Linked DNA regions of Cricetulus griseus: region 1 is linked to region 2. A link is a contact called in public Hi-C data. All regions are on one chromosome and are shown on one strand. The core of a region is the stretch at or near the end of the contact, and the rest is flanking DNA. Distances in the headings are between cores, read along the strand shown. Region 1 overlaps Arhgap26 (rho GTPase-activating protein 26). Region 2 holds the start of Nr3c1 (glucocorticoid receptor).

What was found. A called contact is a pair of places that touch in the nucleus more often than the background predicts.
Region 1: a Hi-C map of liver shows a contact between it and region 2, with 2.7 times the contacts expected there. The contact joins the enhancer-like site here to the promoter of Nr3c1 in region 2. A contact is called at or near these places in 2 of 8 Hi-C or Micro-C datasets (the CHO-K1 cell line and liver).

Annotation. Positions count from the first base shown.
Region 1 is chr2:198,505,795-198,511,830 of CriGri-PICRH-1.0, reverse strand. All of the region lies in intron 10 of Arhgap26 (rho GTPase-activating protein 26), which reads left to right. Among named protein-coding and RNA genes, the nearest start is that of Arhgap26, 33 kb to the left of the region's middle. Within about 2 kb of position 3,875, at least 3 of the 6 cell types and tissues checked have open chromatin away from gene starts, as enhancers often do. A contact at or near this core is called in the CHO-K1 cell line, where this site is marked.
Region 2 is chr2:198,145,410-198,151,676 of CriGri-PICRH-1.0, reverse strand. Nr3c1 (glucocorticoid receptor) reads right to left here and starts at 4,428. Exons shown (of 9, transcript XM_027398010.2): 1 at 4,292-4,428; 2 at 1-699. The coding sequence starts at 686.

The sequences.
Region 1 (6,036 bases), core at 2,626-5,125, 360 kb before region 2:
TTGTGGGCTAAAATTGTAAGCCAAGAGTAAATGTCACATACCTAGTATACTGAGTAGACCTAGGGTGTCCATTTCTCCTCAGAACCTGTCTGATTCCTCAGTGGCTTGATGCAATTGGCGTTGGGAAGGGTCCAAAATGAGACTGTTGAGTCTCCACTGCGGAGTGGGATAGACTGGTGGGAATATGAAGCCTTTTCTTTCAGTGTCCCCTGTGGACTTCATAGATTAGGCTACAATTCAGCATTGCTTTTTTGCCCCTCTTGTTTGACTTCAGGGGCTTGTAGATTGCTCACATACATACAGACTGAGATTTGAGTGTATGTGAGGTGGGGTAAAGAAACTACTGTACCTATGACCATTCTGTTATTAAGGAAGATTTGTATTGTAGATATGAGAAAGAAAGAGAGAGAGCAACAGAGACAGAGAGACAGAGACAGAGACAGAGAAAGAGAATGGCCAGAGGCATCTGAAAGAGTCTAGAGCAGAGGAAAATAAAGGAAGTAGACTGAGCATGGCCAGAAGACTGGACATGGGTAGGGCTAGCAAAGTGTAGAAAATAGTAGAGATAGTAAGATAGCAAGACATAGAGACTAGGGCACAGAAAGCAAGAAAATAACAAGAGATAGAGATAGGTAGGTAAGTAGATAGATGATAGATAGATAGATAGATAGATACATACATACATACATACATACATACATACATACGCCTGAGAATAGTGGGTTATAAGGAGGTGAGTAAGCTGGGTAGTGTTAGGGTCTTTAAATGTGTTAACAGGCACCTGTGATACTAAGGGAGCCTGGGGGCTGATATGGGTTTTGATATGCAACCACAGGTAGCCATTTGTCCTTTGAGAGGTAAGGGGAAATGATGCCCTTTGGCATATGGGAGCCAGTTTCACAAGTTCCTAAGGAGTATTGGCTTTTATCTAAGAGCAGAAATCTCCTATAGTTCAGGTTGAGTTCCTTTCTGGATATTTGAACAGCCTGAGACCTGACATTATAAGAAGTAAAAGGTATTTCTGCGGGCTAAGTGGCAGCTGCCTGTGAGCTCTGCTGTAAATCCTTTCTCTGGAGGACTCCCACCCTGTCCTTTTCACCAGTGCCCATCAGCAGGGAGGGGCTATTGCTAGATCTTATTTTCTAGACTATGCCTCCCTCAGATTCCTCTGTCTCATTTGCTCTACCACAGAGGCAGGGGTCAAAGGGCAAGTTAGCACCTAGGAAATGGATGCAAAAGAGGAAACAACAGAAGGGCTGAAATGTTCCCAGAGTGCATTATGGGTAGATTAGATAAGCTACTACATCTGTTGTAGCTGTTAATGTGGTAATGTATCAAAATCCAAGTGTGACTTATATTGTTGAGACTATGAAAATTTGATGTGAGACATACCAGCTGTGTAATCTGAGGTTTGGGATCATTGTAGGGTTAGTGAAGTTAAAATGAGGTTGTTAGGGTAGGCATTGTGCTAATGGTTAAATTGTCATCTGGACACATTCTGGAACAACCTGGGAGAAAGCTTCAATGAGTGATAGTCTAGATTAGGTTGGCTTAGGAACATGTCTGTCAGGAACTGTCTTGATGGTGGTGTGCAACTTTAATTCCAGCACTTGGGAGGCAGAGGCAGATAGATCTCTGTGAGTTTGAGACCAGCCTGATCTGCAGAGCTAGTTCCAGGGCAGCCGTGGCTACACAGTTAAAAACAGCAACAACAACAACAACAACAAAAAACAAAATAAAACCCAAGCTACCTTTTTTTTTTGTATCACGCTACAGATCTAGCTTTTGAAAGTTTATATTTTATATTGGTTAATTGACTGGATTTAACATTTTTTTTCTTGCAGTGGGTCAACCCTTTTTTGTTAGAGTTCAGTGTAAACATCTTGGGTTAAAAATGGTCTTCATGGAAAAGGAGCCTTTTGTGGTAGTCATGTGTGGCTCATTAATACTAACCAGTGTCTTTGTTCAGTCACTTGAATAGCTAACTCCATTGTGCGCTATCTTATGGAGACTAGTGGGCAAATGTAGCAGAAATATTTGTTTAAGCTGGAGAACCATGGTTGTAGTCAATTACCAGCATCTCTGGATTGGTTTGTTTTAAAGAAATTTTTCACAGATGTAAGTGACACATAGATTATTTTCTCCCTAATGTTTTCCATGAGGGGCCACTAGACCATATGGAAAATAATAGAAATAGGAACTACGGCCTCTTCTGATTCACTGAACCAGCATAGTAGTGGGGAGTCAATGTTTATGCTCAGGGAAAGGAAACAATTAGATTTTTTTTCCCCCCTGAAGACTAGCTGACTCCAACAGAAACTCTGTCTGTTATATTTCCCTCCCTAGCACTGATAAATGCAGAAGTGTGGCCAGGACAGCTCACTAGACATGGTTGGGGGACTTGGGACCACAGGTGGAACAGAGACAGAGCCTTGAACTCACTGTCTCCTGTCTCGACCTCTCGAGAACATAAGATTACAGGCCTGTGCCACAGGCCCCCGCTTAGACTCTTCTGACAGACGTCACATGTAGGAAGCTTTAGGAATCTATTGGCTTTTCTTCCATAAAGGGATCTTCTGATCTTCTTAGTGCCGTTTTGAAGTTCCGTAAGTGCTGCACTAGCAGCAGTGAGTTGCCTTTCCTCTAGAACCTTTCTCAGCTCTCACACCCACTGGCAATGCTATCCTGTTTTAGCCTGGTAACACATTTTCTTTGGATTGGCTGGCTAGTTGTTCAGTTTGGAATGTTCTGGGTACTTTTGTTTAATTCTGTTTATCTCAGATGATTTGCTTTTAGAGGTAGAAAACCATATTTTTTTGTAGCCTTTAATATAGTACAATATGTATATGATTTCTCAATTTTGTTTTTATGATGAATACAGTTTTGAAATTATATACATACAAAATATATATATATATACATATATATATATATATATATATATATATATATAATATTACTTTGAGACCTTGGTGATAAGAATAGAGAACATTAACTAGGTGTAAATTAAATTAAAACTCCAGCAAGTACTCACGGATTTGCTATTGAGTAGCGATGTGGCATTGGAGTTGAAGCTAGAATAGTAGAGGCTAGACCTTTATGGAAGATCTGAAAAAAATTTGGTACCCTCCAATCAGTCAGCAACGATTTTTCCAAGTTGCGTTTTTCGCAGAAGGTTGCAAATTATAGGTTAAATAAAAGACAGAAGGAGCCCTGTTTGAATGTAGGCGCTGACCCTCACTTGCCATGTAACGGTAGTAGTGAGATAGAGATGACTGTGACTGCCAGGATGGTTTTGAAGATGGTATGTGTCACTATGCCTCTCCGATGTAGTCCTAGGTCTGAAACTCTTGTTCTTCTGTGCTCCAAACTCGGGGTCTTAATTTTTCCAGTGTTAACCTTACCTTTGGTAAAAGCTCCCCGTGCCTGCCTTGCTGTGAGCCTGCTTTGTTTCTCATTGCAATGCCGGTTCATCTGTAACGTGTGAGAGTGGATGCAGGCACAGCAAGGGCCCATGTGAAGAAGGCCCATCAGGGGGAGATTCTGTGCTGTGCTTCATAACTTGATTCCCACACAGGAGAACGTTTTATGTCCGCATTCAGTTTATGATCGACCCGGGAAACCATACTGGTTTTAAATGAAGACAGTCTATGGTCTAGCTTGGTATGAGTCTGTGAATGGGTTGTTTTATGTGTCTTTGTGAAATTGTGTGACTCCTGAGATGGTGTGTTTTCCAAAGAGGATCTTACATAACCGATGATTTGAACACTCGGCCTGTAGATGGCAGTTTTGTATACGAGTTGGCTGTTCTCAGGTCTGGTGGAACAGTGGTTGTCATTTATACACTGCTAACTCAAAGAGCTGGGTGTGTGGTTTCTGTAGAAGTTACCATTTGTGTGAGTATTACTACTCCAGGCAAAGAGTATTCTCAGTGACTCACTCTTCCTCTAGAAGTTCCTTCCTTTCATCCTGTCATGGATCGCTCATACCTACTTTATGGCTACAGTCAGGCCTCTTTAAACATTGGGGTTTAGCTGCTGAGCTGAAGTGCCAGGCTCTTTGCTTCGGGATGATGTCTGTGAGGGCAGCAGGCTTGTCCTTCTGTCCAGCCTGTGCTGAGAACCAGGCTTCTCCCCCCAGTTGCATTCTTTATCTCACACAGCAGATGAACTGTTTTTCCTGGTCTCAGGCTTCCCGCCCCTCCCCTCCTCCCTGCTTGTTTGAAACACTATTTGACTTTGCCTTCCTGCCCCTTGGGTTGGAGTGCTGGTCTCAATGCCATTGACCTTTCAGGCAGGAAATGGCTTTTCCTTCCTCAGAGGGTGTTATGCTGCTCTGACTTCATGGCTAGGGGTGGGGTAGGCGGTGGGGGATGGGCACCCTTCTTTCTGAATTGCTTCCTGGCTCTCATAGTAAGGTGCTGGAGAAGTGCTTAAACTCTTGAGTTCACAAATTTAGAATTTACTGAAGTTTTGGGGATGTTGTTTTGGCTTCTAATTAAATGATAATGTTGGCTATTTGAACCTGTTTTAAATAGGAACATCTTTGGTGGTTAGGGGAGTGGTTAGGAGGGTGACCTTATTTCTGTTCTCTAATCAGTGCAGTGAAATTTGTTGCTTTGTTGATGAGTGCAACCATTTATCTGCCAGTTTCTTAACATAGGATTTAAAACAATAACTCAACACCAAAATTTTGCTATTACATAAATCCCAAGAAAGAAACAATTGAACCAGTAAATTCAGAGTATAAATGGTATATGTGTGTGGGCAGCAGGCAGACAAACCTAAAGAGAGATTTTCTTAGTTTGGTGTCAGTAGCAGTAACAGGCATTTGAACTATCCTTTCCTATCACCCATCCCATCGATTAGTAATACTTTCTCCTGGTGCCTTGTGATAACTTGTGCCTGTCGCTGTAGCTGGCACATGGCACTCACTTAGAAGTCAGTATCAGTTACATCCATGGGATATAAAATTTAGTACGCTAGAAATTTGTCTTGTGTTATATGACTCTGTAATCTTTTAAAATAACTCTATATGAAATTATCTGATGGAATTAGCAGTATTTACTCTTTTGACTACTATTATTGCCAGGGTCCTACTTATTCTGAGACCTTTCCTCCCAAGAGGTCAGTGCTGTAGACTTTAGTTGATTATTATCCATTCATTCATTAGAATAAAATTCTTTCTGAATAATTGATGAGAAGCTGCTTAGGAAAACATCTTGGGTATGTGTGGAGGGAGGTGTACTCCCTCTCTCCAAGTTGATCGTCTTCTCTGATTCTAGGACACATACACTCTTTACAGATAAGATCACTGCAGCATTATGGTTTAAGTATAGGCCTTGCTTTAGTCTCTGGCCCACCTGGATACAATAGCAGATTTAGCCCTTAAGCAATGTGGCATTTTTCACATTTAGAAAGAGACCCAAAGGGCAGAATATGTAGCTCAGTGGTAAAATGCTCGCCTATCATGAATGAGGCCTCGAGTTTAATCCCCAGCAACACAAATAAGCAAATTAAAAAAAATAAGTAAATAAACAACTGAATAAATTAAAGGGGCCTATTAATAGCAGTCAATTCATGTTTATTGTGAGAAATAAATGATAATTGAAATAAAGTCCTTAGCACAGCATTTGGCATATAATAAACAATAAATCTGAGCTACACATATGGGAGTGACCAGTTTGTGACCTCTGGTTTCTCTCCCCTGTGCTTCACTCAGGTTACCATGATACCTGATGGGTGGCAGCTGCCTCTGTGACCTGTGTTGGCTCTGCTCTTTGTTTATTCCTATGTCTCTCTCCACAAGTAAAAATGCAGAAGCAATAAAAGGCTGCAGGCATTAGGGAAAGGAGCACAGGTATATATACCTTAGGGGCAATAAGTAGCTCCCCGCCTAGTTGCCATCACTTGTTTACTTACATGCTTTCTATAAGCAGACATGGGTCGAATGCTATTCTCTAAGGTCGTTCTGCATGGCTTTGGCCATATCTGTGCAAACTTTGAGCCCTTTTCATTGCATAGATAGTATCAAGAA
Region 2 (6,267 bases), core at 3,179-5,678:
TCTCCTGCCAAAGGAGAAAGCAAGTTCTCATCTATCAACAGGTCTGACCTCCAGGGACTCACATTTGTCTCTTTACCTGGGGACCCAGCAGAAAACTCCAAATCCTGCAAGATGTCAAAGGTGCTTTGGTCTGCTGTATACAATTTCACATTGCCACCGTTGGTGCCAGTCTGGCTTTTAAGATTTTGCTGTTCTGAAGATGCATCAGAATGAGTTTTGGGAAACTCCTTCTCTGTAGGGGCAGCATGCCCAGTAGCAGATGCTGAACTCTTGGGATTCTCTGGAACACTGGTTGACCTATTGAGGTTTTCAATACTTTCTTCCAGAAGCCGAAAGTCTGTCTCCCCAGAGGAAAGGCTAATTTGGCCCTGCTGTGGGTATCCCAAGTCATTTCCCATCACTTTTGTTTCTGTCTCTCCCATATACAGTCCCATGGACAGTGACACGGCTTTGGACAAATCTGGCTGCTGCGCATTGCTAGTTGAGCCTTTTGGAAAATCAAGGAGAAGCCTCTGCTGCTTGGAATCCTTCTGAGAAGCAGCAGCCAGTGAGGACGAAGATGCAGAAAGCTTCACGGTAGCTCCTCCCCTCAGGCTTTTATGAAAGTCCATCAAGTTCCCCCTCTCACGGACAAAACTGCTAGGGACTTCTCTACCAGAAGGGGCTAAGGATTCTTTGGAGTCCATTGGCAAATATTAACTACAAAAAAAAGAGGACATAATAAGCTATAAAATCACATTATCTCTGATCCGATTAGTGAGAGACAGCCTATTAAATGAACCCTTTAGGTAACTCCTAAATCAAAGTCTCCATTATCAGAAGAATAGTTTCCATATTCTAAAATAAAGCTTATATCCCCTGCTCCCATACAGAGTTCTACATTTAAAAAGCACAAGGCAGATCATTTGCAAGGACAAAGTTATACTGAATTGATTGGAATTTGACTGTTTATCCTGCTCACTAAATGTGTAGCTTTGGCAACCACAGGAATTGTAATTTATTATACATGATTATTCTAAAGGTTCAAGTTGATATCAAAGTATTTAACTTTTTTTAAAAAGCATGATCTTCAAAATTGCAACCCTTTGTCAATCAAGAGTTATTGCCTTTCTGGAAATCAATACATAAAACATTTAATAAATGCTACGGTATAATTGTTTGCACCTCATAATTCACAATTTCACCTTGTGCCAATCCTCCCACACCTAACCCTTTCAAGGCACAACCTCCTGGAGAATTATGCACATTTTATTTGAAAAAAATAAGCAGTGCTGTTCTGCTTATTTTGTGATAGGCTAGGGAAATGCTCTTATTTTTAAAGTCCATTTCCAACCAGATGTGCCTGCTCAGTAGCATCTACCTTCAGACGTTAGATATAAGAAATGACATATACTGTATATAGCCTAAAATGTATATTTTAAAAAGCAGAGTAGAATTTGTACTGGCTTCTTCACTACAGTTTTAACTTATTTAAATAGTTAAACAGAGCAGAACTTATCAAAACTCCTAACACCAAAATTAACCGAGTTATGTTTCTTTCTAATGTTGCTTAATGTACTCAACGCAAAATATTTTACCTCACCATTTAAGATTTCTTTCTTTCCAAATATGGAAATACTTGGGAAAACAGAAAAACTGGACTGTGAGATTACATATAAATTCAAATAAAACCCATCCAAGAGAACGCTCAGAATAATTTTCTCTGCAGTTTTCAACCTTCCCTTATTTAAATTGAATTTCTCCAGATCGCTAGTATATTATTAATAAACATAATGTTTTAAGAGGTTGACAAGACTACAACTAAGTATATTTGGGATTCCCTCCCATAAAACGGCAAACTTTTCCTGTACCAAGACACTAAGAAGTATGACCATCTTCACTGAAAGGGGAATGCGAGGAAGGTGGAGAGGGTGGGACCTGCCCTAGAAATCTTCCTGTACTTGGCTTCTCTATCAGACCCCCAGACGCCATAATCTGATAAGGATCTCTAAACATGAGATACCAAACGGTCCCTAATCAATTTTCACACCTGCTCTTTTGACAGCCACCTTTCAAGCCCAAAACCATAACGACACTTCATAAAATGAGATGCTCCCTTATGTGTCATTTATCCCCCCACTTAAAACTGTAAATAACCCTGGGACATTAGTCAGGTCTTAAGTGGTAAGACCGGGCTGATGATCAAGCCTTCCACCTCAAAGTAGAACTTGTCAAAAATCGCTGCACAAAAACAAAACAAAAAAACAAAACAAAACCCACAAAAACACAAAACAACAACAACAAAAAAGCCCCAAACTGCGGCTAGGGAGGGTTCCTTTCTAAAAAGGGACCACTCAGAAAAGTCGGGCGCGAAATCGTGCCCCAAAGTCAGTGCACAAGCCGTCGGAGGGGTGGGGGTGGGGGGAGAAGGAGGGAGAAAGGTGCGAGGTGAAGGGAGAAATGTGTCCAGACCTGTTGAGTTCTCTGCGGCACGCCCACTTCTAGCAGATAAGGCCGGGCGGGCGAAGTCTGGGCTGCAGGCTGCGAGCCCCAATCCACCCCACCAGCCCGCAGCCCGCAGCCGGCAGCCGCTCGCCCTGAGCCCGCGGCTCGCACACCGGCGCCGCTCTGCCTTCCCCGGGGAAGAGCGGCTGTCCGGGCGGCCCCCCGAGGACAGCCAAGACCGGACGGCTTGCCGCAAAAGCAAAACCAAAAAGGACGCCAGATTCCCGCCGGGGCGCGCGAGGCTCCACCGCGGGGCAGCGCGCCGGGCCAGGGATGGCGGTGCGGGGAGAGGAAGCGCCGGCGCTGTCACCGCCGAGGCCCTTTCGTCACCGTCACCCTGCCCTCGCCAGCCTCCACCCCCAACCCCAGGGCTGACAAAAGTTTGCCAAGTCCCGCCGCCCCGGCTGCCGAGCCCCTCGGGGAGCGCGGCCAGCCCGGCTCACCTCAGCGCGGGCGCCCGCTGCCCAGCCCCCGCTCACCTCGGCACCCGTGCGCTCGCCCGCCCGCCCGCCGCGGCTCCCACCGCAGCCAGATAAACAAGTCGGCGTGCGGACGCGGGAGGCGCGCGTGTCACGGAGAAGGAAGTCAACAGTCGCCCCCTCTTTTCCATGGGGGAGGGGAGAGCCCCCTAGCGCGGAAAGTCGCCCGTTCCTGGCTGACAAGCCGTGCCCCGCGCCGTTCCCGTCTCCCGCGCGCGTCCCCCGTCCCGGCGCCGCGCCGCCGGGCTGCGGCGTCTCGTTCCACCCACTTAGAATCCGTCCCCGACGGGCGGGCGGCGACTCGGGCTCCAGGCACTGACTCGAGCTCGCAAAATGGAGGAGGCGGAGGTGGAGGGGGGTGGGGGGGGAGCGCGGACACGCGAAAGGGCCGCCCGGCCGCGGCAGGCGAGCGGGACCGAGCGAGGGGCGGGCGGAGGCGGCGCCACGGCGCGCACACACTCGCACACACGCGCTCCCACTCCACCCCTGGCCGCTCCCCGCCCGAGGGGCCGCGCGGCGGCCGCGGGGAACGGTGCAACCTGTTGGTGACTGGCGGCAACTGCAAGGGCGCCCGCGGCCCTCGCCCCCTGGCCCGGCGTGCGGGCCCCGCCGGCCCGGCCCCGACGGCGCCTGCAAGCCCGCGGCTCCCCGGCATAGCCTTTCCCCACCCGAGCAAACAGAAAAAGTGCGGCAGCGGCGGGTGCCGACCTGGCCAGGGAGGGAAAGCGAGTTTCTTTAGTTTCTCTTCTCCCTGGCTCCTTCCCGCCCCCGCCCAGCTGCGCGGCTTGGAACCGCTCGGGAACCCGCCCCGTGGGTCCGCCGCCAGAGCCCCCGAGGGTGACAGGCAGCGGGCCGAGCCGCAGGGGTGGTCCGTGCCCGCCAGCCGCCGAGTTGCGCGAAGTGTGTCACACTAGCAGAGGGGCTACGGGATGGCACGGAAACGGTGCAGCAGCGCCTCGGCCCCCTGTCGGGGCCGGACAGCAGACACGCCCTCTGGGGAGACTTGGGGAGGGAAGGGCAGAGGAGAGGGTCAACGCATACGTACTGTGAGCCCGGGGGGGACTCGCGTGCAGGCAGGTCCCCCACCCCCGCATCGTCTGGGCGGCCCCGTCTGCAGCCGCCGTGCGCGCGCTCGCACGCTCGCTCGCTCGCTCGCACCACCGGGAGAAGTTGCAAAGCAGAACCCACCCTCCCCCGCGCCCCGACCGTCCCCCACCCTCTTCCCCGAGTCTGAGAAGAGGAGGCGGCGGCGGCGGCGGCAGCAGCAGGAGGCGCCGCCTGCCAAGTTCAACCCCCACCACTCCCTCCCCGGCTGCCAGCGCGCTCACACTCGGAGGAAGTTGCACGCCGAATGCAAAACCTCTAGCTAGCAGGATTTCTTTGCACTTTAAAAATTGTGATTAAGGAAGCATCAGGGGGCGGGGAGGGAGAGAGCAGGCCTAGAAGCAAGTTGCAGACGGAATAGTAAGTTGCTGAAGAAGTCCGCCCTCTTCTCGCCCCAAACTCCTGACCTCTCTCTCCACCCTCTCCGGGGCCGGCATCCAAGCTCCCCGCCGAGGCCCCTCCCCCGAATCTTGACATTTGCTGCCCCAGGCTCGGAGCGTCGTCGCCCAGCCTTCTGGGTTCCAGGGACCCCCTCTCTCTGCTCCTCCAAATCCAACAAAACACGCAGCTTTCAAGCTTTGAAACGTCAGCGTTTAGTTGCCTCCAGCTGTCCCCGGGACGCGCCTCCGGGTCTCCCAGAGAAACACGTGGCCCGAGGACAGCAGAGGGACGTGGTTGCGAGGGTGTCGGTGCCCGCCGCGGGGGACAGGCTGGCGCGACGCGGGGACCCTGCCTCCTACCTCGCGCCGCGCACGCTAGGGTCGGGGGGGGGGGGGAGTCGGGGAAAGGAGTTGCGGTGTCGCTTTAGGCTGTGGGGGAAGTAACTTTGATGCCCCCACGGGTGACAGCACTTGGCACTTATGACAGGAGCGGAGGCTGCCGCGACTCCAGCTCATCCCCCGCCCGGGCGCGCGGCTGCAGCCGCTCGCTGCTCGCGCCGCGCTCGGACTCCCAGGGCGGCCGCCTCTGCCTGACCTCCCTCCCGGAGAGCCCTGATTGGGGAAGCGCGTGCCGGAAGCCTCTCGCCGCCATCTTGGTAAAGAGCGGTGACGCCGCGCGGCCACCATCTTGGCAGAGGTGCTCCGTGGCGTCCAAGCCAGGCGCCCCTCCTTGGTTGGAAAGTGGAGGCGCTGTCCGGCGTGTCGTCCGCTGTGCAAGGGGAGAACGTAGCTGCAAGGTGGTGCCTTGTGCGGCGATGCTCCACAGTCGCTATCTCCGTGGGATTCGGGGGCCGCCATCTTGACAAAGGAACCGAAGCTTGGCACCCACTTCGTAAAGGAAAACCTTTGCCATCGCAGGGCCCAGAAGAGTGTGTATGAAGAGCCCTTGAGACACTTGGTGTTGACACCAAACTCAAACAAACAAACAAAACAGCTTTTTAAGTCGAGAAGAGGGATTCCTTCCTTCCCAAGGAGGATCAGCTCAACCAGGCTGATTGATAGTAGAGGCTGAGAATCTAAACCTATGACTCTACCTTCCTTTCTTGCCAGTTTTCCCACCTTCTGAGGCTCAAGTACTGGAATCAGATGTCTTGTGAATTTGGTCCCCTAACTATCAACAGATTCCTGGGAGACTGCTACTCAAGCCTACAATAACACTTAACGCTAATATAATTATCCTTGATGGTTGCCTTTAAAATAAAAAAGAACTAAGGATTGTGCATATATATTCTTGTGTATATCCTCAAACCATAAACCTAAATAGCTGAGTTACCCATCTAAAGAATCTATCTTGCATGTTTGAGTTGTAAATGGTAGGTGATCTTTTATTTTTGAATAGTTTATGATTTTACAAGAACGTCCACTTGATGCCTTCCCTTTCCTTTTTTATATGTCTAGCACTTAATGAAGAATATACACCATTTTAAATTTAAAATTGCCTTTGCAAATTTTTTCCAATTGAACAAAAATATGAACTTTTCCTGTTCTTAGTTTGTTACTACAGGAGAAAAACATCACAGGCTTTAATCTGCCATATTTATTTAAAAGTATACTTACACTATCAATAGTTAATCATTTACACAGTAATAAAAATACTTATGAGTTTTGCTTAACAGTCATTGACTCTTCGGCCCAGTTTGACTGGAAATGTTGAATGACATAGGTAATATTGTAATTTGCTTCTTGGGAAGTGCTAGGGCTCAAATCTGGGGCCTCCCACATACTAGGAAAATGTCCTGCCAATGTGCAGTGTCACTAGT